Regions from separate parts of the Sus scrofa genome. Here regions 1 and 3 are each linked to region 2. The links are chromatin contacts, called in public Hi-C maps. All regions are on one chromosome and are shown on one strand. The core of a region is the stretch at or near the end of the contact, and the rest is flanking DNA. Distances in the headings are between cores, read along the strand shown. Region 1 overlaps LOC106507478 (a long non-coding RNA gene). Region 2 has its middle 20 kb from the start of CKAP4. Region 3 overlaps LOC102160723 (a long non-coding RNA gene).

Evidence for each region. A called contact is a pair of places that touch in the nucleus more often than the background predicts.
Region 1: a contact with region 2 is called in a Hi-C map of embryonic fibroblasts, with 4 times the contacts expected there. The contact joins two enhancer-like sites. A contact is called at or near these places in 2 of 47 Hi-C or Micro-C datasets (embryonic fibroblasts and fibroblasts).
Region 3: a contact with region 2 is called in a Hi-C map of embryonic fibroblasts, with 2.7 times the contacts expected there. The contact joins two enhancer-like sites. A contact is called at or near these places in 3 of 47 Hi-C or Micro-C datasets (embryonic fibroblasts, fibroblasts and subcutaneous adipose tissue).

Annotation. Positions count from the first base shown.
Region 1 is chr5:14,358,836-14,362,116 of Sscrofa11.1, reverse strand. All of the region lies in intron 2 of LOC106507478 (a long non-coding RNA gene), which reads left to right. Among named protein-coding and RNA genes, the nearest start is that of NUAK1, 270 kb to the right of the region's middle. Within about 2 kb of position 1,931, at least 8 of the 83 cell types and tissues checked have an H3K27ac peak or open chromatin away from gene starts, as enhancers often do. A contact at or near this core is called in embryonic fibroblasts, where this site is marked.
Region 2 is chr5:14,039,361-14,042,663 of Sscrofa11.1, reverse strand. No RefSeq gene overlaps it. Among named protein-coding and RNA genes, the nearest start is that of CKAP4, 20 kb to the right of the region's middle. Within about 2 kb of position 1,928, at least 4 of the 83 cell types and tissues checked have an H3K27ac peak or open chromatin away from gene starts, as enhancers often do. A contact at or near this core is called in embryonic fibroblasts, where this site is marked.
Region 3 is chr5:14,455,053-14,458,175 of Sscrofa11.1, reverse strand. All of the region lies in intron 2 of LOC102160723 (a long non-coding RNA gene), which reads left to right. Among named protein-coding and RNA genes, the nearest start is that of C5H12orf75, 300 kb to the left of the region's middle. Within about 2 kb of position 1,540, at least 5 of the 83 cell types and tissues checked have an H3K27ac peak or open chromatin away from gene starts, as enhancers often do. A contact at or near this core is called in embryonic fibroblasts, where this site is marked.

The sequences.
Region 1 (3,281 bases), core at 682-3,181, 320 kb before region 2:
AAGGTCAGGAGAGTCTTAGTCATCTGTGCCTATTTAAGAATGAAGTCCCATGACACTGAACAGAAGCACTGTGCCCATGAATGGGACTTGCCACCTGGTCAGCTTTTTTTTTTTTTTTTTTTTTCTTTTTGGGGCCGCACCCTTGGCACATGGAGGTTCCCAGGCTAGGGGTCTAATCGGAGCTGTAGCCACTGGCCTACACCACAGCTCACAGCAATGCCGGATCCTTAACCCAACTAATCGAACCGGCAACCTCATGTTTCCTAGTTGGATTCGTTTCCACTGTGCCACAACAGGAGCTCCTGGTCAGCTTTCTAATAGTTATTTAGAGAAACTATGCATCTCACTGAGGGAAACTTCCGAAACATGAGTGTGTGTGCATAGTCTTTCCTCTTGCACGCGTTGGTTTCTCCAAACTCCTTCCTACCGTGGAGCCTTTGCACATGCTGCTTCCTCTAACTGGATTATGCTCGCCTCCCCTCTCACTGTCTCCTCAATACCTACTTTACTTCAGATCTAAGCCAAGTGTCGCTTTACCACGGATGCCTTTCTAATCCTCCAGATTTGATTTTGCACCCTTGTAGTCAGCAATGGCAACACCCTCTACCTCTCTTACTAGTACTTATCCCAAGTAAAATTTAAAACACCGTTTTATGTAAATATCTATCTCATTTCTTCCCAGCTGTGCTACAAGCCTCATGGAGGCAAAGCCCTCATCCGTGTTGCTCACTGCTGTGTCCCGAGCACCCAGCGTAGTATCTGGCATATATCCTAGCTACCCAGCGAATGTGGATTATATGATGAACAAATGAACACATATATAAAATAATTGTCCCAACTTAACATATCTTTTAGTGACATAACTGAAAACAACAACAACAAACCCTGGCAAACCCTCTTACATGATTTTTCTCATCTCTGCCTCACAAAAACACTGAAAGAGAATATTCTTATCTTGGAGTTCCCATCATGGCTCAGTGATTAACAAATCTGACTGGCATCCATGAGGACGCAGATTTGATGTCTGGCCTTGGTAAGTGGGTTAAGGATCCAGCAATATACTGAGCTGTGGTGTACGCTGCAGATGTGGCTCGGATCCTGCATTGCTGTGGCTATGGCGTAGACCGGCAGCTATAGCTCCGATTAGACCCCTAGCCTGGGAACCTCCATATGCCGTGGGTGTGGCCCTTAAAAAAAAAAAAAAAGATATTCTTATCCCAAGTAACATCCATCACAGAAAACCGCAGTCAGCCAAAAGGCTGCAGCCATTCCGTAAACAGCGCAGCTCACGGAGCTACTTTATTTTAGGGAGGAACCAGGGTTTGGCATATGCCCCTGAGATGGAAACCGTTTTTAAAAATATTCAAGCCAGAGAAAGGAGGTGCATGGCATTGGCTTGGGGAAGCTGTCTGCCCCTTTCCAACATTCGTGCCAGGGCCCTGACACTGAGGGGGCCCCTTCAAGGGCGGGAGTGTCTCAGGAATAGCAGAAAAGGGAAAATTCTCTATTGATAGATTTCACCTTACCAGGCACCAGGCCGCCTTTCCCTAAATGCCACAAATAGAATGCAAATAGGTTTAAAATAAGTTTCTTAATGACTGTGGTAAGTTTAAGAAGTAAGCAAGGCTCACTGTGTCAGCTTCAAAGGCTACACCTTAGGTGTGACCAGAAGCACATCAAAGCCTGGGACCTGCAGAGGGAGCCTCCTCACCCACCCACCCTCCCAGCCCCCTGTTGGAAAAACAAACAGTTGTTATCCAATCAAGACAAGGTACCCCGAAAATTTGACATTAAAACGAGGCAAAAGAATATTCCAGTCTGTAAGACAGCTCCAGTATCTTCTTTTAAAAGAATGGGTCTGAGAGCTGAATGAGACTGGGGAGTTCATTTCATCACCCTTTCATTCTAACAGGAAGAATCCGAGTCTCAGCGGGGTTAGGCCACTTGCCAGAGGTCCCAGAGCTAGGGAGCTTTAGAGCCTGGAGTCAAATCCAGGCCCCTGAGAAATTGTACTAAGTTATATTTAGAATAAATTTTCGTTAAGGAATTCCACTTATGCTTAAAATGTTGCAAACCCCGAGAGAACACAGGTCCCACCCTAACGGGGACGAAAAATGCTGGCTAATTTATGAAAGCATCACTTTTCCCGAGACTGTCAAGAGAGCGGAAGTTGCAAAGCTACTTAGGAAACTGCATTCCAAGGAGCCGCACACTCCCGAAGCGGCAGGTGGCACAGCCCTCTCACCTCCGCAGGAGGATGGGAGCGAGGGAGCCGCTGTTCCAGGGGCCGGTGGGCGAGGAGATCCGCTCGGACGCTCCCCATTCTCAAAGGCCAGCGTGGCCTTCGGAGGGGCTGGGCGGCCAGGTGCGGTGGGAGGCGGCCCCGCTCACGAGGCCTGTCCCTCCGCGGGCCTCCCCTGCGTGTTCGTGGGAAAGACGAATGACACGCCAGAGGCTAGAGAGCCCCAGTGGTGGCACAGGCAGGCAGGAGGGGACAGGCACAAAGCCTCATGGCTTTCCAGGTCCTTCTCCTCAGAAAGCCAAGCCTGAAGGTGCTGGGGGAGCCGAGGCAAGCTTCTGGTCCACAGGCCCAGACAGCAATCCATTGCTCTGGGTCGGGGGTGGAAATAAGACCTCCTCCCTGGGGAAAGGAAGCCAGGCGCTGTGCGCCCAGGATGGCGAACTGGCGCCAAGCTGAAGTTGGCCACCTCTGGGGAGAGAGGATTTGACTGCTGGGCTGCTGTGCCACAAACGAGGGGCTTCAGCAACAGAAATCTGTGCTCTCACACTTCTGGAGGCCAGAGGTCAGGAATCAAGATGTGCACGGGGTTCGTTCCTTCTGGATGGAGGCTCTGGGGAAGAGCCTGTCTCTCCCGGGCCCCTCTCCCAGCTTCCCTGGGCGCCAGCAGCCAGCCTTGGGGTTCTTTGCACTGTAGCCGCGTGCCTCCGATCCTGCCTCGGCCACACGGCTGTCTTCCCTCCGTGTGTCTGTGTGTCTGTCTCCCTCTCTTTTCCCTCACACAGACGCCGGTCACTGGCTTTAGGGCCCACCCTTGTCCAGGAGACCCTCATCCTAACTCCATCTGCAAAGATCTCACTTCCAATAAAGTCCCATCCTGAGGTTTCAGGTGGACATGAATTTGGGGGAGGGGACACTCAGCCCAGTACAGAGAAGAGGAAACCCTTCCTGCCCAGGGTCACCCGCAGCCTCCCGCCAGAGTCTGGCTACCACTGAAAGAGGGGAAGAGATGCTGGAAAGGCCCCTTTCCCAAGGCCCAGGG
Region 2 (3,303 bases), core at 679-3,178:
CTGGCAGCTCACTGGTGCGTCAGAAAGGCTAGAGACCCAGTCATCAAAAACAGACAAGAGGCAAGCAAAGTTCAAGTGAAAACAGCATGTTGTCAATGCTGCCAGGGGCTTCCCAAACCCTGAGCCCTTGCCATCTTAACCCTGGGTGCTCAATTTCTTCCGTATCACTGTAAATAACCTCTGATTACCTCTGCCCCCCAAAGGCTCAGAGCTCTAGACTCAGAGTTTGAAACTGGCTGAGCTCTAGACTCAGAGTTTGAAACTGGCTGAGAACTAGAAGAGAAAACACCTGTGCCTCTTCCCCCAAATACAAAGTGTTTTCCAGAGACAGTCTGCTATGGGGTCTTTAGTTGCCAAGAATGCATTTAACAAGAGCTTGTCCAGAACTCAGGAGAGAGGTCTGGGCTGGAGAAGAAATCTTGGTGTCCTCAGCCTATGGAGGTGGCATGCTGAGCCCAGGAGCAGATGGCATCACCCAGGAAGAGAAGATAGAACAAGGAGAGAGGACTGCCCATGACCAAGCCCGTCACACACTTGTGAGGAATAAGCGAGTTAAGGCATGAAAACAACAATATCACCAAACATTTAATCAGCACTTGTTGTATATTAGCACTTAGTAATTTCAGACAGGTGGGTATATTTAGTCCCTGTATCCACCTCAGCCAGACGTGGAAGTAGAGGTAATGATTTTTTTTTAAGTGTTTTCTTCTGGGATTTTTTCCTCTCTACATGTACTAGTCTCTGCAATGTAGACCTGAGTGTATATATTCAGCAAATCTTTATCAGGTGTCTACCCACCCTGGGCTAAGCACTTTCATCCTCACAAACACTGTGTAAGGCAGGTACTATTATAATCACCTCCATCTTACAGGTGAGGAAATGAGGCAATAAGAAGTTTAGGTAACTTGCCTGGAGTCACACACCCAGATGGTCAAGCTCCAGAGCCAGTGTTCCTAGCCACTAGGCCATCCTGCCCCCACTAGCTCTAAGAAGTCCAAGGGTAGTAACAGGAAGTGAGGCAAGAGGTCCACAGCCAACGGATGCAGGAACAGGCTGGGAAATTGGAAGCTCACTAGGAGGCTCCTGAACAAGGCTCACAGGTCCAAAGTTTATACCTTTGCAGCTGGCTTTTGGGTGAGTCTGGCAGAATTAGAGGCCTATGGAGATGCATAGACACCAAACCACTGAAAATGCCCATCCATCTTCTAATGACAAGCCTGACCCTTAGTGCTCTCTTAAGATACAACCTCACTGTCTCTGACTTCAGGACACCCTAACAAGTGACTTCAATGGAAAAAGACTCTGCCCCAAATCAGCAGGGGCCCCCAGAACTTTGATGGGGTTTCTAAAGCATAGCAAGGCACCCTGTTCAGTGGAGCTCCTGAGCCAGAAAGGGTTTTGCCTGCTGACTTCACTTTTTAATCTCTGCCAAGGGGTACCCCGTGGCCACCACAGGCTCTCCATCAAGCCATTTCTGGAAGGATTTCCACCAAGAAAAAAATAGGCTCTGCTATGACACAATGCAAGGATGGGTAAGCCACCAGTGCGTGGTATGTGTGGTAATTTTGAATACTTCCCCTGGATTAAGCAACTGCCCCCAGCAAGGGTAGGAGCAGGCTATAATGCCAAACTATTTGGGGTGGTTTGACATGCTGCCCAAATGCGAGCACATGACCCTAAAAGAGACACTTTAAGGCTTTTTACCCCCTGCAGGATTCAAACCTTAGAAAGGTTTGGGCCATCACAAAAGAAACCTCTCAGCTGCCTACACCACCACCCCATTCTCGCCATCCCCCACCGCTCCCCCACATCTGGTTTCTTACATAGACCTACTTGGAGTTCTTGGCTAGTTCATCCCGATCCTCTCCTGACAGGATCTCAGAACCTTAGAACTGGAGGGGGCTATCAGGAAAATGCGCCAAGCTTATTTTGCAGATCACCGCTAGCAGAGTGGACTAGAACCTGCGGCTCCGGAACTAATCTCCTCTCCGTCCTTTGCACTACACTGCCCTCTAGTGGCATTGAAAGGAAATTGGCTCTTGGGTCTGCATCCAGTTTTTAAGGCTCTGACACTTCCTCGGGGATTTGGGGCTCTAGGCTGTGTCTCTCTCTCTGAAAGTCTCACTCACTCTCTCTTGCACCCATTTTGACCTCAAGGGGCCTGATTCCTCCCTGGGAAGGACGAGAGGAAGGGAGACATCTGTGGAAGGAGGTAAGGTGGAGCTGGCCCTGGTTCTTGGCTAGCAGAGCCCCTGTTCTTGGCAGGAAAAACCATATTGCACGCAGAGAGAACCCAAAGATCTTCTCTGATATAAAAAGCTGTGAAGTCACAAGCTTTAAAAGGGATCTCCAAAGAGCCCCAAGTTTCTATTTCTCAGGGTGACCATTTCTATTATTTCATCTCCTACCCTAGAAGGATCAAAATCCCAAATGCCTTTGAAAGCCAGACAAGAATCCTAAGTGGATGGAGATGCAGGAGTGAGTGGGGGATGGGAACTGTGAGTATCTAGAGGACACACACAACCTGAAGAGCCTCAGACTCAAAATTCTAAACACATCTTTTTCTGGCCATCCGCAGGTGGGCTCATTTCACAAGACTCATATTTTCAATTTCCTGCCTTACTGTCAATTTTCCAGTAATATGTACTGAACACTTTCTGGTGTGGTGGGCACCGTTCTCCATACTGCAGGTGTAGTGACTGTGTTAAAGGTCACACAACTCTGTGAAGTAGGTGTTAACAGCACCATCTCTGTTAATAATGGGAAACTGAGGCCTTCGGCAGTTGTCCCTCTGTCAGACCGTTAGCCAGTGGTCTGGCCAGGATCTGAGCTCAGATAATCTGCCTCTAAAACCCAGTTTCTTTACCATCAGTATTATATACACAGCACAAGTATGTACAGCTGTAGCCTTGGACATTATGGGATGCCAGCTCTATCACTATGGCAAAGAGAATGTGATTTAGCGGACCAAGAAGAGATGTTAGAGACAGACGGATGTGAGTCTGAATCCTGGCCCCAACAACTACCTACAAATTAATAAAACCTTCTTAGCTGCAGTGAATGATCAGCAAAGCAGCGATCACTGTTCTTCCTCCCCAGGATAATCACCAGGATTAAGTGAGATAAGAAATGTGTTTTACCTACTGTGTGACATAAAACACAGATACACAATTATGGGCGACTGCTACTTATGTTAATGCCTAAGCATTCAGCACTGGACTGAGCTGCTTCAGGGGTCAGTGCTTGCCCTTCTGAACTAGCTGGACGTGGGAAGGACAAGGCCTTTAGGACTCTCTAAGCTTC
Region 3 (3,123 bases), core at 291-2,790, 420 kb before region 2:
TCTCTCTGTAGTAATAGTAGAGCCAGAAGATAGGCTCCTAGCTCCCTATGACTTCACGAGATCAACACCTCAGCTGGGGTCTGCTAGCTCCTGGCATCGGTTACCTGTGGAATGAATTCTTGGGCACTTAAGATGCTCTCATTTTGGATTTTCTCTCATCGGCAGCTAAACCTATTATGAAGGAGTTAGGTGTTTTACAGAGATTATTTCAGTTAACCTTCGCAATATCCCTGTGAGTTAGGTATTATTATCATGAATGGAGGTGGCATCGTTGGGGTCGAACCCATGGACTGTCTGGCTCCTGTTATATAAAATGAGGGTGATCCTCTGTTTTGAATGAATTCATGCTTTTCCATCCACTTGGGAGTTATGGACTTTATCCTTTGTAAAGATTTCTTTAGGTCATTCTTTTTTTTTCTTCTTCTGCCTTTTTACCTTTTCACACACCTACATACAGCATATGGAAGTTCCTGAGCCAGGGGTTGAAAATGGAGCTGCAGCTGCAGTGTCTCACAGCCACAGCAACACCAGATCCAGCTGCATATGCAGCCTGTTGCCACAGCTTGCAGCCACGCCAGATCCTTAACCCACTGAGTGAGGCCAGGGGTCAAACCGGCATCATCATGGAAACCACATCGGGTCCTTAACCCACTGAGCCACAATGGGAACTCCCTACGTCATTCTTTCTATCTTCTTGTAAGCATTTTTAATGTGATCAGGATTTATGGTTGGACCAGAAACCAGGAAAACCTTGTCCCTGAAGATTTTAGCCCAAAGGAGGCCTAACTGGTATCCTCCCAACCAGAGTGGACGTGCTGCTGCTCTCTGGCATCTGTGTAACAGGTGTTGTGCTTTAGAGAAATGCCAGCATTTCCTCTGTCCTGTCTTGTCCTTGAGATGCTGTGAGACCAAGGCAGGACTGCTGACATTTCCATTATTTTGGGAGAAGACCGAGGCTCCCAGGGTTAGCTCTGAGCACAGCCAGTAGGAGGCCACTGAGGACTTTTCATTTGTGTTCAGGATTCAAGACTGGGGGCCACTCTTTCCTGCTGGGGGAGGTTGGGGGAACCAATGTAATAAATAATACCCTGGAGAGATTTTAGATCAACAGAGAAAACCTCCGTCATATCGCTCTCAATATATTTCTTTTAATTCAGTTCCAATTTTCAAACTTATATACATTTTTATACCAAGAATTCTAAAGAACTCTCAAAACCAAACCAAACTCAGTAAGAAGGTTACAGGTACTTGTTTATCTGTTTTTCAGGGATGTAAAAGAGCCGTCATGCAAATCAACTTTATCTGGAGTTCTTAAGTATTTGTAAAAAGCCAATTCAATTTCGAATCAGTATCTCTTGGATTCCTTTATGAGACACTAAGCTCAACGGTGTCCTTGCCTTTCATGTAATGAAACTCATCTCACCTTAAGAGGATCATGTCATTTTGCACATCAGTGAATAAGCCTCACAACTCCATTTCAACCCACAGCAAACGCCCTTGAGGTTAGAGCTTGATGGTTAAACACAAAAGGTCCCAATGCCCCAAGATTCCACAGATGCCTGTTGAATTACCCTGATGCCCACAGACTGCAACTGCTTAACAAAAGAGGTTTCTCCTCCCTGCCACCCCCTGCACTCCCACCCCCACCACCACTAAAGGAGAAAAAAAGCCCCCGAACTTCAAACAGTGCACCTGGCTGTAATCTTTTTTTACTTGAACTAATTGCTATTTGCAGTGGCATAAGGTTGGGGGGGGGGGCAGGAGAGGGGGTGGGGACTCCTCCGGCTAATAATGAAGTATCAAACCACAAAATGATTTCATACAGTTGGTTGTTCCATTCCAGGGCAGCCAACATCTTACATTAATTTTCAGTTGCAGGAAATATAGTCCTCATACAAAGAAATACATTCCTAACAAGGTACAGGAATTAATTTTCCAAATGCCCTTAATGCAAAAGCAGGCAAAGAGTTTCAAGTTGTTTCAGAGTTTTGGAGCGACTTTTACAGATGTCTGAAAATGACTGGACTTTTTAAAAGCTTTAATGTTCTTAAAAGGAGAAAACCCCTTTTAAGAGTTTATAATTGACTACGGTTTTCATTATGCTTTCATGTTTATGAATTTTTATTTGATGTCTGTCTCACCAATTAGATTGCACATGTTATAGTCACCACCACATCCTCAGCATCCTACAGAATGCCTGACACAGGGCAGGTGTTCAGTAAATCTTTGTTGATCAAGCGAATGAATGAAACCCAGGGCTATAGACAATTCTTTAAATGTTTGCAATTATATCCTGTCACCAAATGATTAAAAGGGAAGAGATGGGAGGGAATTGAGAAAATTCTATAAATTGGATTGTTTATAGAGTGCCTTATCAAAGAGGAAATATTTTCATATATAGTAATAGTAACGACCAGTATTGTTATTATTGTTGTTTTACTATTAGTAGTAGCAATAGCAGTGGGGAGGTGGTAGTGGCCTTGCATGACTACTGTATGCCAGGTGTTGGGCTTAGCTCTGTGCATAAATCCTCCTTTATTTTCACAGCATCTCTATGGGATAGTTATTATTACAATCTTTGCTTCCCAGATGAGAAAACTTAGGCAAAGATACATTAAGTAACTTTCTGAAGACCTAGCCTTCCCGTAGCTAGGAAGTGGCAGAGCTGAGACTAAACTTCAGCCCATCTGCAGCCTTTCTTTTCTTTTCTTTTTTGTTTTTTTTGTCTTTTTTAGGGCCGCACCTGCAGCATATGGAGGTTCCCAGGCTAGGGGTCGAATCAGAGCTGTAGCCGCCAGCCTACATCAGAGCCACAGCAACGCGGAATCCGAGCCGTGTCTGTGACTTATACCACAGCTCACGGCAACGCCGGATCCTTAACCCACTGAGCAAGGCCAGGGATCGAACCTGCAACCTCATGGTTCCTAGTCAGGTTCATTTCCGCTGCGCCATGATGGGAACTCCATTTCTTTTTTCTTTCCTTTTCTTTTCTCTTTTCCTTTCCTTTCCTCCCCTCTCCCCCTTCTTTGCCCTTCTTTCCTTTCCTCTCCTCTCCTGTCCTTGCCTTTCCTTTCTTCTGTTCTTAGAACAGCATCTCGACGGCATGTTGACGTCATGGTAGAC